Linked DNA regions of Pan troglodytes: region 2 is linked to region 1. The links are chromatin contacts, called in public HiChIP or PLAC-seq maps. All regions are on one chromosome and are shown on one strand. The core of a region is the stretch at or near the end of the contact, and the rest is flanking DNA. Distances in the headings are between cores, read along the strand shown. Region 1 holds the start of MXD4 (MAX dimerization protein 4). Region 2 holds the start of RNF4 (ring finger protein 4).

Region 1 (3,234 bases), core at 289-2,788:
CTTTCACAGGAGTCCTGGTGCTGAGGTTTTGCATTTTTTGTTCAGTTTCGTTGCCAGCAGCAGCCCCTGTGTCCCACTGAGTACTTCTGGAGGGGTCCAGCCACCTTATGCCTCCACACTCTCCAGCCTGCGGGGCCTGGCCCTTGGCACATCCAGGCCACCAACCTCAAAAATCAAATCAGTGAGATGGGTCGGGCGAGGTGGCTCACACCTGTAATCCCAGAACTTTGGGAGGCCGAGGCAGGCGGATCACGAGGTCAGGAGATCCAGACCATCCATGGTGAAACCCCATCTCTACTAAAAATACAAAAATTAGCTGGGCGTGGTGGCACGCGCCTGTAGTCCCAGCTACTTGGGAGGCTGAGGCAGGGGAATCGCTTGAACCCGGGAGGCGGAGGTTGCAGTGAACTGACATCACGCCACTGCATTCCAGCCTGGGCAACAGAGCCGTCTCAAAAAACAACAACAACAAAAAAAATCTGCGAGAGGGTGGGGGGTGCCGAGGCCAGTCTGGGGCTGCCAGTCCTGCCACCTCCTGGGCCAGCCTTAGGGTCAGGGGTCACTAGGGAGACCCGCCAGCTGGGATTTGATGAAGGGTTCACTCCCGTCCCCACTTAGGGCGTCCTCGGCCAGAGGTGGCCAGCGCCTGCCTCTAGGAACGTCCCTGCCCCTCAGGCCAGACACAGAGCATGCAGCCCCCCACTCCGGGAAGCCTCTCGACTCTGGCCGCACGTCTGTGTCCCTTCCCCAGACCTGGGCCCTCCTTCAGCTCCGGCGTCCACTGGGCGATCTGAGGAGCCCGCCCGCTCTGGGCCTGTTTCCCCACTGACACCCTCAGAGACGCCTGGCTCTTAGGATCAGAGCGTCTGCGTCCCTCTCCGAGGTCCCGGCCCTTCCCGGGGCCACTCTGCGCCCGGCGGGGAGGGGAGTCGTTCACGGCCCCACGCAAGACCCCCGGGCAGAGCGCGAGGCCTCGTCCCCCCACGCAGCCACTGCTTTCGTCGCGCTCAGACCCGGCGGTCCGGACCGGCCCGGCGCACGCCCCGGAGCGCCCTGCTTCGCCCTAGTAGCCCAGACGCTCCTGCGTCCTAACGGGCCCCCAGGACGGCGGGCGGTCCCCGCGCGCTGCGCTTCCTCTCGGCAACGCGTCCGGCTGCGGCGCCCTCATTGGCCGCGCGCCCCGCCACCGGCCATTGGCTCGCAGTGCCTGTTTTACATAGGCCGCTCTGGCCAATCGGCGCGCGGCGCCTACTTAACATGCACGGCGGCCGCCAGTCAGCTAGCGCGGGGGCCGGGCCACCACGTGCTGTTGCTAAGCTCGGGCTTCTAAATTGTTACTAGCGCGGCCGGCCTATCCCAGCCCAGCTCTGCATCTGTCAACATTCTCGGCCCGGCCCGAGGCGCTCGACCCGTCCCCATTGGCCCCAGCCCGGCCCGGCGCCCGCCCCCGGAGCGCGAACGCCGCCTCCCATTGGCTCTGCGGGCCGCCGCTCTCCCTTATGTGTCAATTTGAGGGCCTGAGGCGGAGGGTGGCGGCCGAGCGCCGGAGTCCGCGGAGTCTGGAAGTGCGGTGGCCGGGCGCGCGGGGCGGGCGGCGAGCGGAGCCGGCCGGAGCGGGCCGGGCAGCGGCCGCCGCCGTCCCGGGGCGGACGGGCGCGGGCGGGAGGATGGAGCTGAACTCCCTGCTGATCCTGCTGGAGGCGGCCGAGTACCTGGAGCGCAGGGATCGAGGTAGCGCTTGCACCCCATTGTGCGCCCGCGGCGGTGGGCGGGCGGCGGGGCCGGGCCGGGCGGGGGCCGCTGACCGCGCCGTGTGTCCGCAGAGGCCGAGCACGGCTACGCCTCGGTGCTGCCCTTCGACGGCGACTTCGCCAGGGAGAAAACAAAGGCGGCCGGCCTGGTGCGCAAGGCCCCGAACAACAGGTACCGCCCCCCGCTCCCGACCCCGCCCGGCCCGGTCCGAACCCCCGCCCCCGCCCGGAGCGTGCTCCCCGGGCCCCGATTCCCGGCCCGCGGCCCTCAGCGCCGCCGCCGCGCGCCCCGGCGGCCAGCCTGGAGGAGGAGGCGCGCAGGCCGCGGCCGCAGCCCCGCCCGGCCGGCCCCGCCCTCGCCGTCGCCATCTTCCCGCGGCCGCGCCTCCCGGGCCGCTCGCGTAAACAGTGCCACGCGTACAGCGCCCGCCGCCGGGGTCCGCTCCCGCGCCCGCTCCCCGCCCCCGAGTTGTTCTGGACTTTTCCAGGCGGTAGAAAAGTTGTCAGCGGGCGCTGGCCGGTGCCCCGTGGGTCTGGGGAAACAGGCTCAGCCAGGGTCTGCGGGGGCTGCCGGCCCTAACCCCTTCTCTCCGCGGGTGGGTGGGCGGCCTCCTTTCGAATGGCTCTGCCAGCCGAACTCTGCTGCTCGCCCACCTTCCCCCGCCCCCAGGAGCCTAGACAGAGAAGCGAGTGGAGGCGCTGTCCTGGGCCCTCACTCCTCCCAGGGTGCCCACCGCTTCTGCCCAGCCTCCTGACACAGCGAAACTCCAGCCTCCAGTATGGGGGTCCTCTTTTTTAAGACAGAGGCTTTTAAGGGGGCGGGAGGAGGGGGCAGGCTGCAGGGCAGGGGCCCCACGAAGTCGTTACTACGGGTGCCAGCTGCGCCCTCCATACCTTGACCTCGTGTTCAGGCAGCAGAAGCCCTGAAGCTGGGGTGCGTACAGGTCCCCCGCGTGGGGAGTGGGGACCCTGGGCCGGGGCTCCCCGGGGATTTCCACCCTCCTGGCTGCTGTGAGGACCATAGCACACCTGGTCTTGTCTGGACCCACCTTGGCCCAGCCCTTTTGTGTGAGCAGGCTGGGAGCTGCGTTTGTAGGGGGCTTCAGAGCCCCAGGGCATGGCTCATTCCTGTGGTCTACCTGTTGTAGGGAATCAGAAAGGCTGGTGTAGGGACCCATTTCTGTGGCATCCTGAGCCAGGCGAGGAATTGGTTGAGTCTCCAGCTGCCCTGGCTGGGACCCGTCCCTGAGTCCCAGCCCCTGGTCCCCTACTGGGGACAGTTTGGGGAAGGACAGGAGTGTGACGAGGGAACCATTGCCTCAGGCCTCCTCAGTGAGCAAGCCCGGCCCCCGCTGCCGCTTCTCTCCAAACCAAGTCCCTGACCCGTGGAGAACTCTGGGGCGTGAGCTGGGGCTCCCCCAGCATGGAGAACCCAAAGCTGACAACCAGCGTCCTGGCCAAGGCTGCCCGAACACTGCCTCTA
Region 2 (3,234 bases), core at 469-2,968, 210 kb before region 1:
GGAAAAATGGCTGACACAGACTTGCTTGATGAATCCTTGCTATAAACCTTGCAAAAAAAAAAGGCGGTATTTGCAAAACACAATAAAATGAGTTATCTCTTATTCCCTCCATCCTCACCCAGCTACAGGAGGGCCAGCACCACGACTGTTTACTGCTGTATTCCAAGCAGAAAGGTTGGCATACAGGAGACCTCAAAAATACGCTGCTTTGATCTTGAGGAGAGTGAAAAATCTTACTCATTTTATGTACAAAGCACAGATGTGCATACATTATATAAAAAGAAATAATTTACGTATGGCATTAAGATTTCATGAAGATTAGGAAAACAATATTTACAAAAGGTCCTTACAAAGGTAGTAATTCAAGAAAAGATCAATAAACGATGTATTAAAGTAAGATTTTTGGAAGCTCAAATTCAGGCAATACAAAAGCCAGCAATATATCTTGCTACTCGAATGCCTCTATTTCACCTCAAACTCACAGATAAAACTGAACCCAATATGTCCTTGTCCATTAAAAAGCAAATCACCAAGAAAGTAACAAAAGATTCCCTTCAATGTCTCTTTTATTGACAGTGGTCCCAAAACTCCTGGTCAATGAATTCAAAACCCAAATCCTGCAGTTAGGACTTAACCTCATCTGCTGCCAAAAAGCTGGCTGTGTGACCTTCGGCAGACCACTTCACTTTTCTGGACCTCAGTCTCCCCAATCAGTTGGACAGTCTAAGCCAGGCTCCAGAGCTGAGACCCTACGTCTGGCTCAAGAACTTGGTGCAGAAACAGAACGAAGATTATTAAGTTTGTGAACGTCTATGGGAACCGACAAGTGAAAGACAAAAGCTGAAATCCCTACCAAAACGGCTTGCCCAAGCTCCATCCTTTTCCCTCTTTCCTCGATGGATCAAAGGCGTAAAAGCCGTGTTTACTAGCAACTCTGTTTCGGGTCGTGAGAATCTTCATACACCTGTCTATAGGCGCGCCAGAGCGGTGAAGGGCCCGAGCGGTGCAGGGCTGGGCCGCAAGCCTCACAGTCGCACGTTCCACCAACCACCAGCCGGGGCCCGGAAGTGCGCCCGGAAATCGAGGCCCTACTAAGTTTTAGACTGCGACCTCGGCGCCCCCACGGTCAGGCCCGCACCCGTACTCAGATCCTCCCGACCTACAAAAGGCCCCGCCATGCGGCCCACGCACCCCGGCAAACTCGCAGGCCCCACGATGGCGGGGCGGCGGCGCGAACACACAAAGGAGGCGTCGTCAGCGGGGAACAAAAACCCTGTCCAGGTCTTCCCCCTAACAGCACACCCTGCCCGACTTTCCAAGTGACCTTGGGGGCGTTCCTGCCCCTCCCAGAGTCTCAGTTTCCCTTCCTAGGCTAGGGACTAAGCCCCATGGCCGCGGCCCCCCAGGGTGAGCCGAGACCCAGACGCAGACCTCCTAACTTCTGTTGCCCGCGCCAAGCCGGGCTCGGTGCGCCCGCGCGGACGGCAGTGCGAGCGACCAGAGCTGGCTCGAGGTCCCGGGCTGCAAAGCCTCGGCTGGGTCAAGCCGCGCAGCGGGCCTCCCCCAAGCGGCGCGGGCCGAGGCCTCTGTAGGCCGCGAAGCTGCCTAAACCTCGCATCTGCAAGGCCCTGACTTACCGCTGCTTTCCCGCAAAGCCCGGCCTAACCTGGAGCTAGTTAGGTCCGCAGGCGCCGCCGCCGGCGCACTCCGGAGAAGAAGCTCCTTCTTCAGCCGCCCAGGAGAGCTCCTCGAGAAAGATGCCGCCGCCTCAACAGCAACCCACTTCCGCTTCGGAGGCCTCGGCTCCGCCCCCATCATGTCCCCATTGGCCGCCCGCCTACTCTACTTCCGCGGTCGGCCGGGTAAGGACAAATTTTTTAATCCTATTGGATAAGAAAACCATCTGTTACCACTTTAAAACGCGCCTCTTTCCGCCCCCGCCCACAATCGAGCGCACTAACTCGCACCTTCCGGCAAGAGACGGCGCGGGCGCGCCCCGCCCGCAAGGCTTTTCGGGAGTCACGGTCTGAGGGCGACCCGGGCGACCCGGTCGCCCGTCCCCGGCTGCCACTGACCGCCCCAACGCCGCCAGGGACTGCCCGCCAGCTGCCTCCGGAGCCGAGCAGGCCCCGAACCTTCCCATTCCTAGATTTCCAGCCGCACAACAGCCGCGGTGCCCCTGGCTCGACGCAGCTGGCCGGAGGCGCGGAGCTGGTCGTTCGTCCCGCCCGCCGTTCCGCGCCCCTCTCCCGGCTCTTGTTTCCTCGCCTCTTAACGAGGCCTTTGTGAGGAAGGTTGCTGGGCCTGGGGACTCTGACGATCGGCTGGAAACCAGGCCTGGCCCTGTTTCAGCATCCCCGCGTGCCAAGCCCTGGGCCGGCGTGCGGGTCCCTGCCCCTGCGAGGAAGCTGGGACTGTTGCAGGCCTGGGTGGAGACGTGTACATAACAGAGGAAGAGTGTGGAGGATTGGAGGACTCAGGGCAGCACGGCAGAGGTGCATGCAGGTCCCCGGTCGGACTGGAGAATGGGCGGTGGGTTTCTTGAGCTCCAGTCCCTGAGCTCGACTTTGACATGGGTTTAGCAACCAGGAAAAAAGCCCACCTTGTCCCTGCTGCCTGAGAATACCCAGACCTTAGTCCATGGCCAGCATCTCTGGTCCCTCGGCACCCTCAGGCAACGTGAAGGTCACCCCAAATACCTTGGGTTACATTGTTTCCTTACAGTGAGTTTGTTTGTTTTAGTGGCGCGATCTCGGCTCACTGCAAGCTCTAACCTCCTGGGTTCACGTGATTCTCCTGCCTCAGCCTCCCGAATAGCTGGGATTACAGGCGCCTGCCACCACGCCCGGCTAATTTTCTTTGTATTTTTAGTAGAGACGGAGTTCCATCATGTTGGCCAGGCTGGTCTCGAGCTCCTGACCTCAGGTGATCCACCCTCCTTGGCCTCCAAAAGTGCTGGGATTACTGGTGTGAGCCACCTCGCCCGGCCACCTTACAGTGAGTTTCTAACCTCGAAAATGGAGTCAAATAACGGAATGACAAGGCAGATAGAAACCAGAGCATTAACGTTTTTGTGTTGCATTTACAAACAATATGTGTTTGCTATTTTTCGTAATTGTAAGGAAATCTGGCATGGTAGAGTATCTGATAGATAAATGTAAGTATTTGTGTTTTTTGTTTGTTTGTTTGTTTTGAGACGGAGTCTCGTTCTGTCGCCCAGGCTGGAGTGCAGTG

Evidence for each region. HiChIP or PLAC-seq counts read pairs in DNA pulled down with a chosen protein or histone mark.
Region 2: a contact with region 1 is called in an H3K4me3 HiChIP or PLAC-seq map of stem cell-derived excitatory neurons, with 11 times the contacts expected there. The contact joins the promoter of RNF4 here to the promoter of MXD4 in region 1. A contact is called at or near these places in 1 of 7 Hi-C or Micro-C datasets (stem cell-derived neural progenitor cells) and 1 of 1 datasets of contacts at active chromatin or transcription factors (stem cell-derived excitatory neurons).

What each region holds. Positions count from the first base shown.
Region 1 is chr3:2,646,994-2,650,227 of NHGRI_mPanTro3-v2.0_pri, reverse strand. It overlaps MXD4 (MAX dimerization protein 4), which reads left to right and starts at 1,538. Exons shown (of 6, transcript XM_016951167.3): 1 at 1,538-1,731; 2 at 1,824-1,923. The coding sequence starts at 1,668.
Region 2 is chr3:2,860,597-2,863,830 of NHGRI_mPanTro3-v2.0_pri, reverse strand. It overlaps RNF4 (ring finger protein 4), which reads right to left and starts at 1,718. Exons shown (of 8, transcript NM_001251909.4): 1 at 1,638-1,718.